Regions from separate parts of the Zea mays genome. Here region 2 is linked to region 1. A link is a contact called in public Hi-C data. All regions are on one chromosome and are shown on one strand. The core of a region is the stretch at or near the end of the contact, and the rest is flanking DNA. Distances in the headings are between cores, read along the strand shown. Region 1 holds the start of LOC100384695 (cytochrome P450 family 77 protein). Region 2 holds the start of LOC100281682.

Region 1 (7,784 bases), core at 766-3,265:
CTTCTATATCTGAATTCAAGTTCTTCCCAACCTTGAGCTTCAGAGTTTGAAACCCTTGTCCATGATATTTTGCAGCCAATTGAGCAGCTTCATTTGGGGTCACAATTGGAATCTGAATAAGGAATATCAGGATAAAAATGTGGTTATGGTATTTAAAAGCTTTCAGGAATCAGGAGTCAGTGCAGTGAGGTAATCGTACTGTGATGTCAGTTGTCAAACTATCTGATGCTCCTCCAAATAATCTCCATAGAGGTATGCCAATGCTATTAGCAACAGCATCAATCAGCGCCATCTCCACCCCTGCTCTGGCCTTAAATGGAAAAGGATACAGTCAAGTGCAACTATAGGACTAATCATTAATAAGTCTAAACAAAAAACAAACAATTGAGTGACCATCAAGAAAATAAAATCATATGCAAAACTATGTCAGTTCTGTTGTGTTGATCTCATCCGACTCGGTAAAGGGGCCAACTCAGATACGACACTCGCATTCTGATCAGGGACACAACAACCTACTGATTGTAGCACCCTTTTGTACCGCGTACATAAATAGATAAGGGGCTAGCACATGAACCAATGTCCGGCGTATACTCGCATGAGATCTGATCTAATCTCTACGCGGCTAGTGAAGGAAAGGTCACCGGTGTCGTCACCGACATCGAGTACCAAACTCTGGCCCTCTTATGGTGTCTTCCCAAAATTCAGAAGGTATCACTCCCTTTGTTCTACAGTTATAGTGGTTAAGGTTGCAAGCTAAGGTCATAGAGGTCTCTCAGTGGTACCGGAGCCATAGTTTTAGGATCTGAGCCTAACCTTAGATACTAGTTTCCCTTCATTTTTGGGGTGAATTCGAGTAAAATCCCTCTAGCTCGCAAGTTCTTTATGTCTGCATCTCATCAATTTCCAAGAAAAATAACTGGCCACATGGAGGATTTGCTACAAGGAAACTGTATGACTGTGTCAGCGGTTGTAGGCTTGAAAAGGCCTATTTTTTGGATAATGGAAACAAAATGTTTCAGCCTTGCAGTCTCCTACATACGGCTTTACAGATCAAAAAATAAACAAACATGCACCATAAAAAAGAAACATCCTTAGAAAGACCATATAATCAAAATCAAGCGCCCTCTAATCTAGCATATAACCAAACACACACCATGAAAATTGAAAAAGCCTATGGACTGGAAGAGTATAATAACTGGTGGTCCAGCAAATCACTTCAGTAGTTCAGCGCCCGAAAGCCATATACATTGTTCGTAGACATTAAACTGCATATCAACATCGAGCACACCACGTCACAGTCCCACAAATTCAGATTTGCAAACAACCTAGACTTCTTAACTGGAATCACGCCCCTATCTTTCCCGACGATCAATGATCAAACACTTGTCAATCCACCACGGTAACGGAGGCCAAATTTCACTAGATGAGTCGGGCGAGAAGCTGCGGATTCCTCACCGAGGCGAAGGCGTGTCCCGGAAGCACACTGGCGAGGTCCTGGAGCACCGCGCCGAGGGGCGCCGCTGGGGCGCCGACGAGCGCTGCGCACGCCCGTCCCGCGGCGTCGAGCGCTGCCGGCTGGTCCTCGGCCGTGACGGAGGGCAACACGGGCGCCTCCCCCCACCCGACAGCGCCGGTGCGGAGCTCGACGCGCACGGCGACGTTGGAGACCGCGACGAGGCGGGAGGACGCGATGGTGAAGGGCGCGGCGAGCGGGACGTCGAGCGAGCGCGCGTCGGCCGCCGCCACGTCCACGGAGAAGGTCCCCTTGAGCGCGTCGAAGCCGAACGGCTCCACGGGGGACGCCGGGGTGGGCGGGGACTGGGACGGCGAGATGGCGCGGAGGCGGGTGGTGCTGGGCGCGGCGGCGGGCTGGCGGCCGGCCGCGACGAGGGTGGGCCTCGGGCTCGCGCCCGGGCTGGTGGGGGTTCCGGGGAGCCGGAGAGGCGAGGAGGACGAGGAGATCGAGGGGTCCATTGGCACCATTGCCCACTGGACTGGAGAACCGAGCGGAGACCGTGCGGCCCGAGTTGTCACTTGACAGTGCATATAGTAGTACATAGTGGATATAGCAACGTAACGTGAGACCCGAGTTGTCAGTGGGTCGAGACTAACTGACGATGCTGCCACTGGCGCACGGGGCCCGCGTGCTACCGCAGCGTTGGCAAAGCGCCAAGTGGGCACGGAACTGTTGGCGCGCATGGCTCTCCTTTTCAATGCTGCGCGCTTTGTGCCCACCTGCTCGCTGGTACTGTAGTGTGGGCGATGCCGTCGAGGGGGACGACACCGGCGTAGCGTGGAGATCGACATGTGGGCCTGGACGTCGCCGCTGCGTGGACACCAGATTCCACGACGCTGATACGTTGGCAATTGGCACCGATTGGGTGGCACTGGCACCTAGGCTCAGTATGTTCGATTTACTTTAATCTGTACTAGATTTTATCTATATAATTTATAGTTGTAACAGTCTGGATCGAGCTGTTGTTCGCCGTAGAGGTAGAGCTAGAGCGGGAAGACACATCACCAAGTAGCAACAGTAAGCCTGGTAATGGGTCACAATCCGGCCCCAACCCCACTTCAATCCTATAAGTTTAAAAAGTGAACCCAGCCCTACTTAAATCCAAATTGATTTGATACAACTCAATTCAATCCGTTTTTTAATGCCCCGGCATCCTAATCCGCCTCGATCCTTTTAAAATCCACGGGCCAATCCAAGGGCCTTCATATACAAGCAAGCACCACCATAAGCTAATGAATTAGTATAATCTATGGGCTCACAAACAAATGATAGAAAACAACCACAAAGTGCAACCATGAAATTAGTATCCTCCATTATACTAAAATGTTTATCAACTCACAAGCAAAGACGCTCCATGCACGAAGAGAAACTGCTCGCAGGAGGACTACAATATCCATTATACTAAAATGTTTATCGACAGCCATGATCCAACTGAATTCAGATAACTGAACTTAACAATGTTGCTCGGCAAGACTCCTCAACGAGTGAAGGCAGGACTCCTCAATGTGTAGAGGCACTCGCAGGATAGCTGCTTTACAACAGAAAGAGAATCACCGGAAGCACCAAGGAACTCCTTAGCCTGGACAAATGCAGAGAATCAACAGAAAGAGAATCACCGGATAGCCATTGTAAATGGTGCTTTACAACATAAGGATATTTATATACAGGCAGTTTACCTTGCAGCAGAACCACTGAGCTTATCTGCCTCCTCCATACTGCAGATGACTTCCTTTCGCTTGTCACCGGAAGCACCAAGGAACTCCTTAGCCTGGACAAATGCAGAGTTAATTGATTCAGAGTTAGTGTTTTGCCTGAATTCACAAATGCAGTAGCATCAGTTGAGATAGCCTCGTCAATTGATGAAACCCCCTCCATGGCCTAGGCTGCAAAATTACCAATTGAAATCATTCAATTGAAATTGTATCGGTTATAATTTATACACACACAACAACATGCTTATAACAATATTTAACTCTAGAACATGTACAATTAGCTATCCATATATTTACGATCAGTTTTTAGTGATACATTTTTTTATAATATTTACGATCAATTAATTTGGCACATGATGGTATGTCCTTATACTGAGTTGATTTCAACCAAATTAGGAAAACAATATACAATAATATCTTGGGCAGGGGACAAAAACAACCTACACTGAACAGCAAAAGCCAAAACTGATCTGCAAAGGCATTATACTTTCTGCATTTGTAAGCTCTTGTGCATCATAAACTAAAAGCTTGGGACATAGTTGAAATAGAGTCTAGTTAATTATCTTACATATCGAGCAGACTGAAACAGTAATGAAAGTAGCACCAAGAGTAAGAGCTATCAACATTCAAACTAAAATTAATCTAAAATAGACTCAAACAATAATTAAAGTAGCACCGAGAGCAGGTGATGGCAGGTAGCTGCTTAAATGGAGAGATTAACCTGAAGCTTTCCTCCTAGAAAGAACCGCACCTATTGGATGACGTTACAGCAGAGATCTGAGTTGGGCTACAGCTGGGCTACGGCTGCTGGGTCGAGAGGAAGACCTCCACGATAGGGACAACGTCTCAACGAGGCCGCCTACAGGTATCGCGTTGCCTCCTTGCGAGCGTCGCGCTGCCGCCTCCCAGCGAGCGCCACCTCCCTGTAAGCAGCACGGCGGTGCGGATGCCTGAGAGATTGAGACGTAGCCCTTTCACATGATCCACGGGCTTATGCCCTTTCGTTCGATCCAGTAGCACATTTGGGCTTTGTTTGATGATGTGTCGGTCCTTTAGTGGAGTGTCTTGATCCAACTCTGCCCTAATCAGTGGAGAACCCAAAGAAGCTCAAATTTGTTAGCCCGCGAGTTTAGAGCCCCTTTCTGCCCATGAGTTTATATGGCCCATTCCCAAGCCTAAGCAACAGACATGAGACATCCCTCTACTACAATTTAGCCTCTGTCACATACAATGTTTAATGCTAGTTAGAAATATAAATATAGTTCAATTACAAACTAATCATATAGATAAGAACTAAACAGATAAGAACTAAACGATAAGATGTATCTATTAAGCTTAATTAGTTCATGAACGGCCACCGATGGGACAACAGCGTATGATTAAGATCGCAAGCCATCATGTCATCTTGAGTGCATCAACTAGAGTCTACAGTTTCTAGCTCGCACTCCTGGTTCTTTTGAGCTGAATGCACTCCTCGTCGTATGAGTCTAGGACCGGAATCGTTTTTTGTATGCTGAGCATTGGTTGATTCAAATTAATCGAACAGGCAAGCTCAAGCTACTAAGCTAGTAGTACTAATTCGAAGTGGTTAGCCCGCCGCGCGCTAGCCATCAACCATGCGATCAGCACTGGCTATCATCACCGTGCCGACCTCCATCGCATAATCGCATTGTCTGTTTCCTTGGTCTTTCTAGTCTGCAAAGCATTGTGTCCTTATCGTCAATGGTGGTCGTTTAAAGCAAACAAAAATAACACGGCGGAGGCACTAAAGTATCTAATGGCATGTTAGCCTGATCCGCAGCCTCCGACGAACTTGGCCGGCCGTCCTCGACCTCATCTCTTTCAAGGCGTGTGTGTTGACCGCGACATCGGACAATGACACAAAAAACTGCCGCGGTTGCGGACTTCGCGTGATCATTGTTAAACTCCACCGCGGACTAATTTCCTTAACCCATTTGGAATACATATAGTGATTAGAATCCCGACCAAGTCAAAAATTCATAAAAAAGCAGAAACGGTCAGGCCTCATTTGTTTCGTTGGAATTAAATTCCATTTTAATAATTAAAATTTAGACCACACTAGTTAAGTTCATATATTTGTATATTATCCTAAATCATATAAGAGATAGTTATATACTACATTTATATTATAATGAAGCAAATAGAAGAGTGTGTTATAAGTTGTACATCGGAAAAATAGCATTGAAATCTATAAAATCAATTTCTATCTCTTATCCCGTGAATTTAAGATAGGCTTATATGATAACTTTGAAAAGTGGTGGAATGTCACATTCTAAAAAAATAACCTATTATTCCATTGGTAAGATTTCAATTCCTCAAAATTAAAGAAAAACAAATGGGACCTCAAGGAATTCAAACTTCCACAGTATTTTTCTGTTGTACATGATTCGGCCTCAACTCACGAGTGCCCCTAAATAGCAAAAATAACGTGTCCTTCCGTTAGAATTTCAACCACTTCCCAAGCAGCAAAACCAATAAACACATCCAAGAAACATACATGTATCAACAACCACAAAGTAGACAATAGCTTCTACTAACACTACGACCAAATATCTGAAGCATATCTATAGATGTTTCGCTGATTATGAGAGCCATTGGGTCCCTCTACTAGCCCCAAGGTTCTTAGAGTCCCTAGCATGAGAGTCGTTGGATCTTGAACGCCCAAAGCCCCCGAGAAACACAAGAGTCTTAATGCGACTAAGTGTAATATATGTTAAGACAAAAGAACGTGTCTTAATGCGAGTTCATGGCTTTTGTTGTCCTGGCTTCCAGTGCTTTTGTGTCAGCCGGCCCCTAGCTTGTTGGTGTGGGGATTGCTTTGTGGCAGTAAGCTGTGTGGTCTGTGGTGGGAGTTGTTAGGTGCATGGTTGCAGCAGTTGTCTGTTGTTCTATCCCTTGTACTTCTAGTCTGTCAAGTGGAAGTGGTATTAACAGTTAAATGTGTTCCAACTGCACTATTTTCTCTTGGAATGTGAGGGGTTTAAATGACCCGGCCAAACGTGCCAGTGTGAAACAAATAATTCTGTCCTCAGGTGCAACCATTGTTTGTCTCCAAGAAACAAAAATCATGAACTGGACCAATGACTTACTGAAGGAAACCGTGGGATGCAAGCTGGCTAGTCAAACAGTTCACCTCCCTTCGCAGGGTGCCTCTGGTGGAATTCTTATGGCCTCTGACGCAAATTTGTTCGATATGGACCTCATTCCATGCACATCAACTTACTCGATCTCGGTTAGAATCAGCTCGAGAGTTGAGGAAGAGGTTTGGGACCTCACGGGGGTTTACGGTCCCCAGCCGGAAATTGAAAAAAAAAATGAACTTCCTGTCGGAGCTTCGTAACATCCGAAATGTAATGCGTCCGGAATGGGCGATCCTGGGAGACTTCAATATGATAAGGAGAGCAAGGGAGAAAAATAAAGGATAAATCAATAGGAGAGTTATGAGTCAGTTCAACAGTACTATTGATGTTCTGCATCTGTTAGAGCTTGATCTCAATGATAGAGCCTTTACTTGGACAAATGAACAAGTGGATCCTACAATGACTAGGATAGATAAATTCTTTGCGACGACTCAATGGCATGGTCTCTTCCCAACGGCGGATCTTCTGTCCCTTTGCACCATGACTTCAGATCACTGCCTAATTATTATGCAAGGTCGTTCCCATTTTTGTTTCTTCAAGGGCTTTAGATTTGAATCGTTCTGGATGAAGCTGGACGGTTTCAATGAGGTGGTACAACGAGCTTGGTCTACTAGAGTTAACTCTACGGATGCCATTCTAAGGCTGCACGTCAAGATGTCGCACACAACCAAAGCTCTAAGTGCGTGGAGACACAAAACAGTAGGTAGCGTCAAGGTTCGCCTAGCAATCATTCAGATTATTCTAACTCATCTGGAGAAGGGGCAAGAAAATATACAGCTCTCCAATGATGAATTGGAGTTCAGGAGAAGACTGAAAATCAAAATTCTTGGGATTGTTTCCATTCAAAAAGCAACAGCAAGACAACACTCCAGACAGATATGGATGCGTATGGGAGATGCTAACACTAAATTCTTTCACTTGGTAGCAAACAACAGGAGAAAGAAGAACTATATCAGATCTCTCCGTCGGATTGATAATTTATTGTCTAGTTAGCAAGACAAACTGCAAGAGGCTCACCAGCATTTCAAGGAGATTCTTGGAGAGACAGGAGTGAGACATAAGGTAGTACAGTGGGCCGCTCTAGATCACTCCCCTTTCCATTAGGTGAGCTCGACAACGTGATACATGATTCGGAGATCAAGAATGTGGTTATGAGTTTACATTCAGAAAAAGCACCTGGCCCGGATGGTTTCATTGGCCTAATCTATAAATGTTGTTGGGCCTTGGTTAAAGAGGACCTCACTGCTGTAATTAACGATTTGTATAATTACAGATGTAAAAACCTCCACCTAGTTAATGAAGCAAACGTTGTTCTGCTACCAAAAAAAGAGGTCTCGGATAGTATCGAAAAGTTTAGACCTATCAGTCTAATAAACAGCTTTATGAAAATTGTCA
Region 2 (7,493 bases), core at 1,063-3,562, 460 kb before region 1:
CGCTCGTCTGGTGCTCCGTGCTCCACCTCTCGTCTTCGGTCTTCTGGAGTTCTGGTGCTCGTTCTCCGGCTAATCCTATCCTCCCCGTCTCTACATCGACCTGGATCTGAGTATCTGACCGGCCCAGGTAACATGTCGTAAACCCTAAGTCCCTAACCCTAACTAACTGAGGTGAGATGTCTGGATCTAGCTCTTCATGGACCATATGCTCCTGATCTGGGTATTTATTTCTTGGAACATGCTTGTTATTTGATTATTGCGTCCGGTACCTCCTGTCATTGCTTAATGTGGTTGTGCCTGATCTGCTCTGCTCTTCTCTGTGATGAACTCATGGTCATGACCTTGCTGTATTTTGGTAGGTCGTGAGGGATCGGTGCGCGCCACCTTGGCGGCGACGGAACCGGTGACAGTTGTGTTTGTTGACCTGAAAACTGGGATTTATATGTGTGCGGGCTCGGGCTAGCCCGGTTGTGCAAATGGGTCGTGCTTATCGGGCCGACCCGGCACGATCGTACCTTATCCGTGCCGTGCTCGTGCAGATGGTTGAGCCCGTTGGGCGGCCCGGCACGGCACGGATAAATAATCGGGCTTAGTCGGGCCGGGTTTAATCGGGCCGGCCTTAATCGGGCCTGGGTCGGACCGGGCCGTGCCGCCCGTTTGAACTTCTATAGGCGAGGCGAGCCACTGACCCGATGCACGCGCTCTAATCAGCCCCGGGCCCCGGCCTCCGGGTAAGACACGCTCCTGAGTCCTGTACTCCTGTCGGCCAACAAGCTCGTCGTCCCACTTTTTGACAAGACCTGGACTAGTATTAGCGAACGGCGACGACGGTACACACAAACCTCTAATGCCCAACAGGGACTAGCAGACCCTTTTTATTATTTTCCAAAAAGGAAAGGTGGTCAACGGAATGCACCAGATGAATTATGACCACTTGTGTCAACTTTCAACCTGAAAATGTTGGCGAGAGCTAAGAAAGTGTGTTGACGACAACAGCCTGGAGTGGCTTTTACGAACCCAATTACTACTGATATATGGATGAATTTAGACGTGTCTGCCACAAATCATTCCTTAAACAAATTACGCTGGCTTTCTTCTAGATAGGGACGAATATGCATATGCTAGTGATAGGAAAAGAATATCTATTGGAATCTTGTTGTCAGCCAAAGAAACAGTTCCACTATTTCCACGGAATCCTTTACTTGCCGGTTTAAAAATGCACAATATATGTTCTACTCCAGGCTGGGGAGTGCAACCCTATTATTATTTTTTGCTAGTTCCATTCGAATTTTACTATTTCACTCGAAAGAACACTAAAGAGTGGATTATTCTAGAGTGTAATTTTATTTGCTCCAATTCACCGTATACCTCTCTTCTAGTCGTCTGATTTGGCCTGATGAAAGATAGAAATTGATTCCATAGATCACCGAGATATATTTCTACTATATAACTTAGCTATAACACACTTTTTAACTCGCTTCCCTACTATATACTGAGTGAGACTTTGAGTTCCAAGATTGGGTGAAGTTACCTGACGGCGTCGGCAGCAACTGCCATGTCGCGAGGAAGCCGTCCCAGACAAGTTGGTCGTAGTTGCTAGCGTTGATCACCTTGCCAGACACTCCAAGCACCGGAACCTTAGTAGCGGTGCAGCCTTCCAAAACGTAGTCGCCTGACTCGTCGGAACGCCGCCCATCGGCGGCACGAACAAACGTGTTGTCGTGGCATGTCGTGGCCACGAGTCCCTCGAATGGCGACGGTGGCTTGGTGCAGTTGTAGAAGATGAGGTTCTGGTTGTCGGAGCTGACCGAGAGCGGAGGGGCAAGCCGGGACGAGGTGTTGGCCGTCGGGATGCGGCACCCTTTGGTGCTAGTCCGATTGAAATATGTAAACCATGGTCTATCCGCGAGGAGCAAGGAGCGGTTGTGGTAGAAGATGCTGAGGATCTTCAAGTTGATCTCGCTTTGAGAAAATCCAAGGTGCGGGATGGCGTCATAGCAACGAACCTGGAACCCAAACCCGGCGCCGCAGCTGGTCTGCGCGGCGCCATCCGGGATAAGCCCAAACGGGAAGGCGATGCTCACGTTACCGCATAGAAACGGCGAGCAGCGCTGCCCTCCTGCTTGCCCGCCATGAGCTGCTGCCACCGGCAACGGTAGGGATAAGGCCACCCACACCGACGACGAGACTAGGAAGAGCAGCAACGAGGATGGGACCAGAGCCATGGAAAGCTTCGCGGCTATTATGGCGTTAGCTGACGACGAACAGAAGTGTGGGTGAGCCGTGAGCCGCTCTCACTGGCCTAGCTCTCACATACACACAGGTCTTAGCTGGGTAAAATGGTGAGGAGGTGAGTCCGCGCGTCGTGTATGTACGTAGACCCGAAAACTTTTGACTGGGAGCATTCTGGCCGTCGTCATCGGGACACGGAGTTTCCGAGGTGTGGGCGTGTGGCCGATGAACAGACGTACGGAGCACGGCGACGACTGACACTGACGTGATAGCGGATGCGCGCTCCCAATGTGGCGTTTGGTTGCTGAAATGCTAATGGAAATGCAAACAGGAACATGCATGATTACAGGAGAAGACGACGACACTAGTACAGAGAAGTTCTATAGTGGCGGTTGTAAACCTATTTATAGTGGCGTTTTTCGTAACCGCCAGTGCTAGGGGCCAGTAGAAATCATCATTTGTACAGGCGGGTAAAATCGATTTTCACTGGCGGTCGACGTAATAAAACCGTCAGTGCAAATCGTTTACATATTTTCTCCGTCGAAGTCGCAAGTCGCGGCATTTTTCGCGCAAAATTCGCGCGCTACGCGGTTGCTAGTATTCGAACCGGCGACCTCACCCTCGCGCGTACCCTCCCCTACCACTCCGCCTATGACATGTCTTGTGTCTAGTTTGTAGTTGTTTTCTCCACATATTACAACCATTTGAGTGTAAATTGCTTATTTGAGACCCTAAACGAATTCAAAAAAACAAGTTGTCAACTATAAAGATAAATAACTTTTGAAGTTCTACAACTTTTATTTTGACACTTTTTTCATCCGAGGTAGTTTGCAAAATTTGAATTTTAAATTTGACATACTTAGATTCAATTTTTGAGAACCGAAATGAGTTCAAATAAAAAAGTTGTCAACTACAAAGTTTCATAACTTTTAGAGATCTACAACTTTTATTTTGGTGGTTTTGTCATACGAGGCCGTTTGAAAAACTCGAAAAATTAAGGATAAAAATGATTTCTAGTGGCGGTTCCTTAAGAAAACCGCCACTAGAAATCGTATTTCTAGTGGCGGTTCCTTAAGAAAACCGCCACTACAAATCATGGATTTCTACTGGCGGTTTTCTTAAGGAACCGCCAGTAGAAATACGATTTCTAGTGGCGGTTTTCTTAAGGAACCGCCACTAGAAATAGCACAGTCGGTGGTGAAGCGAAACCGCCTGTAAAAATATATCGTCCCCGCAGGCTTTGAGCCTTTTTGTACTAGTGCGAGTCAGTATCTAGTATCTGATTATACCTTGTTTGGTTATTCTTATGTCTCATGTCTCATGGATATTATAAAGGATTTTGACTTAGTACGTATGTGCTAAAACGCACCTAATCCCCTCCAATCCGGCTTGTTCGGTTTCATCAAAATTCATATGGATTGGAAGGGATTTAATGAGTTTTAATTAATCTATAACAAATTAAAAAAAATCACAATTTTTTCAATCTATGAGACAAAATTAGCCGAAGAAGTCTCCATATGGATATTGATGAAACTGAACATGACCTCCTATATTGAGGATGGTGATGTATCAGTTTTGTGCGGTAGGGTTAGGGATGAAAACGGGACGGGTACCCGGAACGGGTATCGGATACGGGTACCAAAACGGGACGTAATTTCGGATACGGATACGAGTATTTTGTTTATCGGGACGGATACGGGTATTACCCGGATATTAAACCTCGGATACAGGTAGGATACGGAATCACTAATACCCGGGCAGTACCCGAAAATCCCGGGTCGGATACGGGTACCCGGAATTCGGGTACCCGTTTTTTCTTTTTCTGCATAATATAGTTATAAAATCATAACTTTTACATATGAAATCGGATGAAGATAAAGTTTATATGAAAATTGTAGAGCTTGAAGAGATCTATGACTTTGTAATACATAATTTTTTGTTTAAACAATATTTTAATGATTTAATTGTATTTTGATGATTTTCTATGACAAGAAATTAATAATACATAAATAGCCTCAAAAAATCGTGAAATTTTACGGAGATACAACATATGTCCATATCTAACCATAAAAAATGTTTGGATCATAAGATCTATAAGATGTCCACGTTTATTTACTTTCACTTTCACTTATTTGTATGAGTTACATGTAAAATTAGTGTAAGTATCCAAGTTTCAATATAATCAATACTTCACTTTATCATTTTCATACGAGGACTTGAGTTATCTTCATATAAAATGTTTATTAGTTTTTATAACTTATTTGCAAATTTTTTTAGTGAAACTAGAATATTTTATGAATTTTAAATATTGCGGTGTTGGTTCTACAATGTCCTTGTGATAAGCAATTTTGAACTGCATGATGTCAATTTTACCGTTTCCCTTTCTTACATCTCATCTATCATATACATGATTATGTATTGCTTAACTTATGGATGGTTGGACAATTAATATCATCGGATGAACTACCCGACAATTATCCGGTACCTACCCGAGTAGTATCCGTTATCCGTTTCTTACCCGTCCGGATTATTACCCGGTCCCGTCCTGTATCCGTCCCGAATCTTAACTACCCGTATCCGGTCCCGTATCCGAGAGAAATACATTAGGGTAGGATATGGGATGACCCTGTATCCGGCTGTATCCATCCCGTTTTCATCCCTAGGTAGGGTCATCAATTAACTACGGGACTCAATTACATGGGGCCGACAGGGGCGAATTTAGCTATATTTGTCGCGGTCAGCTGACTCCGATAAAATTTCTAAATTCTTTAGCAAAACACTGTTAAAGTTTAAGAAAATTTATATTATATAGCAAAGTTAACACTGCTGATCCCAATAATGTTCTCGGCTAAATTCGCTACTAGGTGCCTGCAATGAAATTGGCCTGGTTATCTGCGGTAACCAAATCACGTCACATTTACGTTGATGTGAACCAAACGCCACGCAAATGATGTTCTTATTCCTACAGGGAGACGAGCTTAGCAGACTTAGGAAAGTAGTCGACGCAATAATTCTCTATATGTGGATTTGGAAGTACAAGCCAAAACCATATATAAATATGATATTTGTTCGGTTGGAAGTAATGCATGGGTCGTCCTAGCTTAGATGGGACATTTGGATTCTCACATTTAAATAAAGTTGAGGTCGTGGTCGGATTGGTGTATCGAAGTATAATTTTACGTCATGGTGAAAGAAGAGAGTAATAATTGCATTTGCACCCATAATAATAAACTAGTAGATCCTCCTCTAAATAATTACTTTCCTTCGCTCCATACAAAATGGCATATGAAAGTGCAATTCTAGGTTATGGTGAAAGAAGATAAAAAATGGCATATGGAAGTGTAATTTTAGGTTATGGTGAAAGAAGAGAGTAGATGCACCCATAACAATAAAGTAGTAGAACCTCCTCTGATCTAAAAAGAATACTTCCTTCGTCCTATTCGGTCTATAAAAAATATCATTCTTGTTTTTTTTAATTGCCATATATATAAAGGTAGCACCCTAGGTAATGATCACCCACACTAGAGTAGTTTAAAGTATTCATTAATTGTGAAACCATCCATGATTTTTTGTTCAGCAATTCTAGTGTAGGTTAAAGAGGCAACAAATAGTGTTTATATATATGTTAGTGGACCCACTTGCCTCAAATGTAGGCATGGAGATCTCGATAGTTATTCGGATGTTAAATTTTTAGTCTTCTTTCTTTGATTTTGAACAAATAACATAAAAAATTTGTTGTGTAATTTTTTTTAGCATTGTGCCTATTAATATTCATAAAAAGTAAACTTCAAATTCGTTATATATATATTTTAAAATAATTGATACAAAATTAGGATACTGATGTTTTTTTACCTTTTTGTTGTAGTGAGAAAATAGCGCACACAAGAAATTATACAAAATTTTATTCTTTTACTCCATGATATTTTTAATAACATGATTAAAAACTAGCATCATAGATTTGTTATATAATTGGGATGCTTTAGAAACATCCCAATCAATGGAGCATTTTGCAATGCTAACGGCGGGAGACCTACTTCCAGGAATAGTAATAAAGTGACGGCAAAGGGCACCGAATCTTCAGACAAGTTCTTATATTTTTTTGTTCGTTTGATGCGTCATAGCATTAACGAGAACAATGATACGCGAAGAGGGCACAACAAAGTTAATTAATGGCATTGGCATGTGGGGTCCACGACCGGCAAGATGGCGTCAGTGATGGCACGCGTCAGAGCCCAGAGGTACAGTTGGGGGGGGGGGGGGGGGGGGGGGGAGCTTAAGGTTACTGAGAGTGACATGTGAGCTACTCCGTGCCTCGTGCAAATTGCAGTTAGGGTTTGTAAATCTCCATGGGGCCTAGGATGGATACGCTCGATCGCTCCAGTGGGCAGCACTGATGCGACGCAACGCAAACGCGCCAGAGCCAGCGCCACGCCGCAACCCGCATGATGCAACGCACCAAGAAAGAAACTATTGCAGCTAAAACGACCAACACACGTGCCGGTGCCGAGTCCGTGTCGGCCGACGGCGTCCACACACGCTGGCTACCGTGGAGGAACAGACGTGTACGGAGGGCAATTGGGCTGTGATTCACTCACCGGCGCATGTAGACCCCGCGGCGGCGCTTCTGTTGCCGTGCCGGCACTGCTCGGCACTGGCGTTGCAGTCCTGGCAGTCGGCGACTCCCGCCACCTCCCAGTTCAGGACGAACCCGTCCTTGAGCAGCCGGCTGTAGTTGGCCGCCGTCATGACCGCCGCCTCCGACCCGAGCACCGGCACGTAGCTGTACTTGCACGCGCCCGCCGCGACCGCCGGCGGCCTGTCCCAGTAGAAGTCCCCGTCGGCGAGGAACGCGTAGACGGGGGCGGCGCAGCTGGAGGTGGCGTTCGCGTACCCGGGCCCGCTCGGCGGGGCCGTGCCGTTGCAGGCGTAGAGGAAGCACAGCGCGCGGTTCTTCCGCGGGCTAAACGTGAACACGCTGAGCGCGATGCTGGAGGACACGTTGAAGTCGGCCTGGCACACGCCGCCGGCGCCGGCGATCCTGGCGTGGGAGGCGACGAGGGAGCCGGCGCTGTAGTTGATGCTGAGGACGTGGATGTAGGTGCCCTTCAGGGAGGCCACGCGGCCGTCGTCGCTGCACCAGACCTCGAAGCCCGGGTGGTGGTGGGCACATGGGGGTGGTGATGGGGAAGGCGTGTCGTGATGGGTGTCGTTGGCGCTGCTGCTCCCGAGCCAGAACGGGTACCGGAGAGTGAGGTCCCCGC

The links. Hi-C and Micro-C count contacts between places; a contact is called where the count stands out from the background.
Region 2: a Hi-C map of endosperm shows a contact between it and region 1, with 1.8 times the contacts expected there. The contact joins the promoter of LOC100281682 here to the promoter of LOC100384695 in region 1. A contact is called at or near these places in 2 of 25 Hi-C or Micro-C datasets (endosperm and leaf mesophyll).

The regions. Positions count from the first base shown.
Region 1 is chr3:19,967,041-19,974,824 of Zm-B73-REFERENCE-NAM-5.0, reverse strand. LOC100384695 (cytochrome P450 family 77 protein) reads right to left here and starts at 2,015. Exons shown (of 7, transcript NM_001177171.1): 1 at 1,456-2,015; 2 at 200-310; 3 at 1-112. The coding sequence starts at 1,983. LOC103649802 (a long non-coding RNA gene) reads right to left here and starts at 4,403. Exons shown (of 3, transcript XR_563711.4): 1 at 3,980-4,403; 2 at 3,193-3,284; 3 at 2,783-3,095.
Region 2 is chr3:20,431,530-20,439,022 of Zm-B73-REFERENCE-NAM-5.0, reverse strand. LOC100281682 reads right to left here and starts at 2,312. Exons shown (of 4, transcript NM_001368076.1): 1 at 1,532-2,312. The coding sequence starts at 2,225.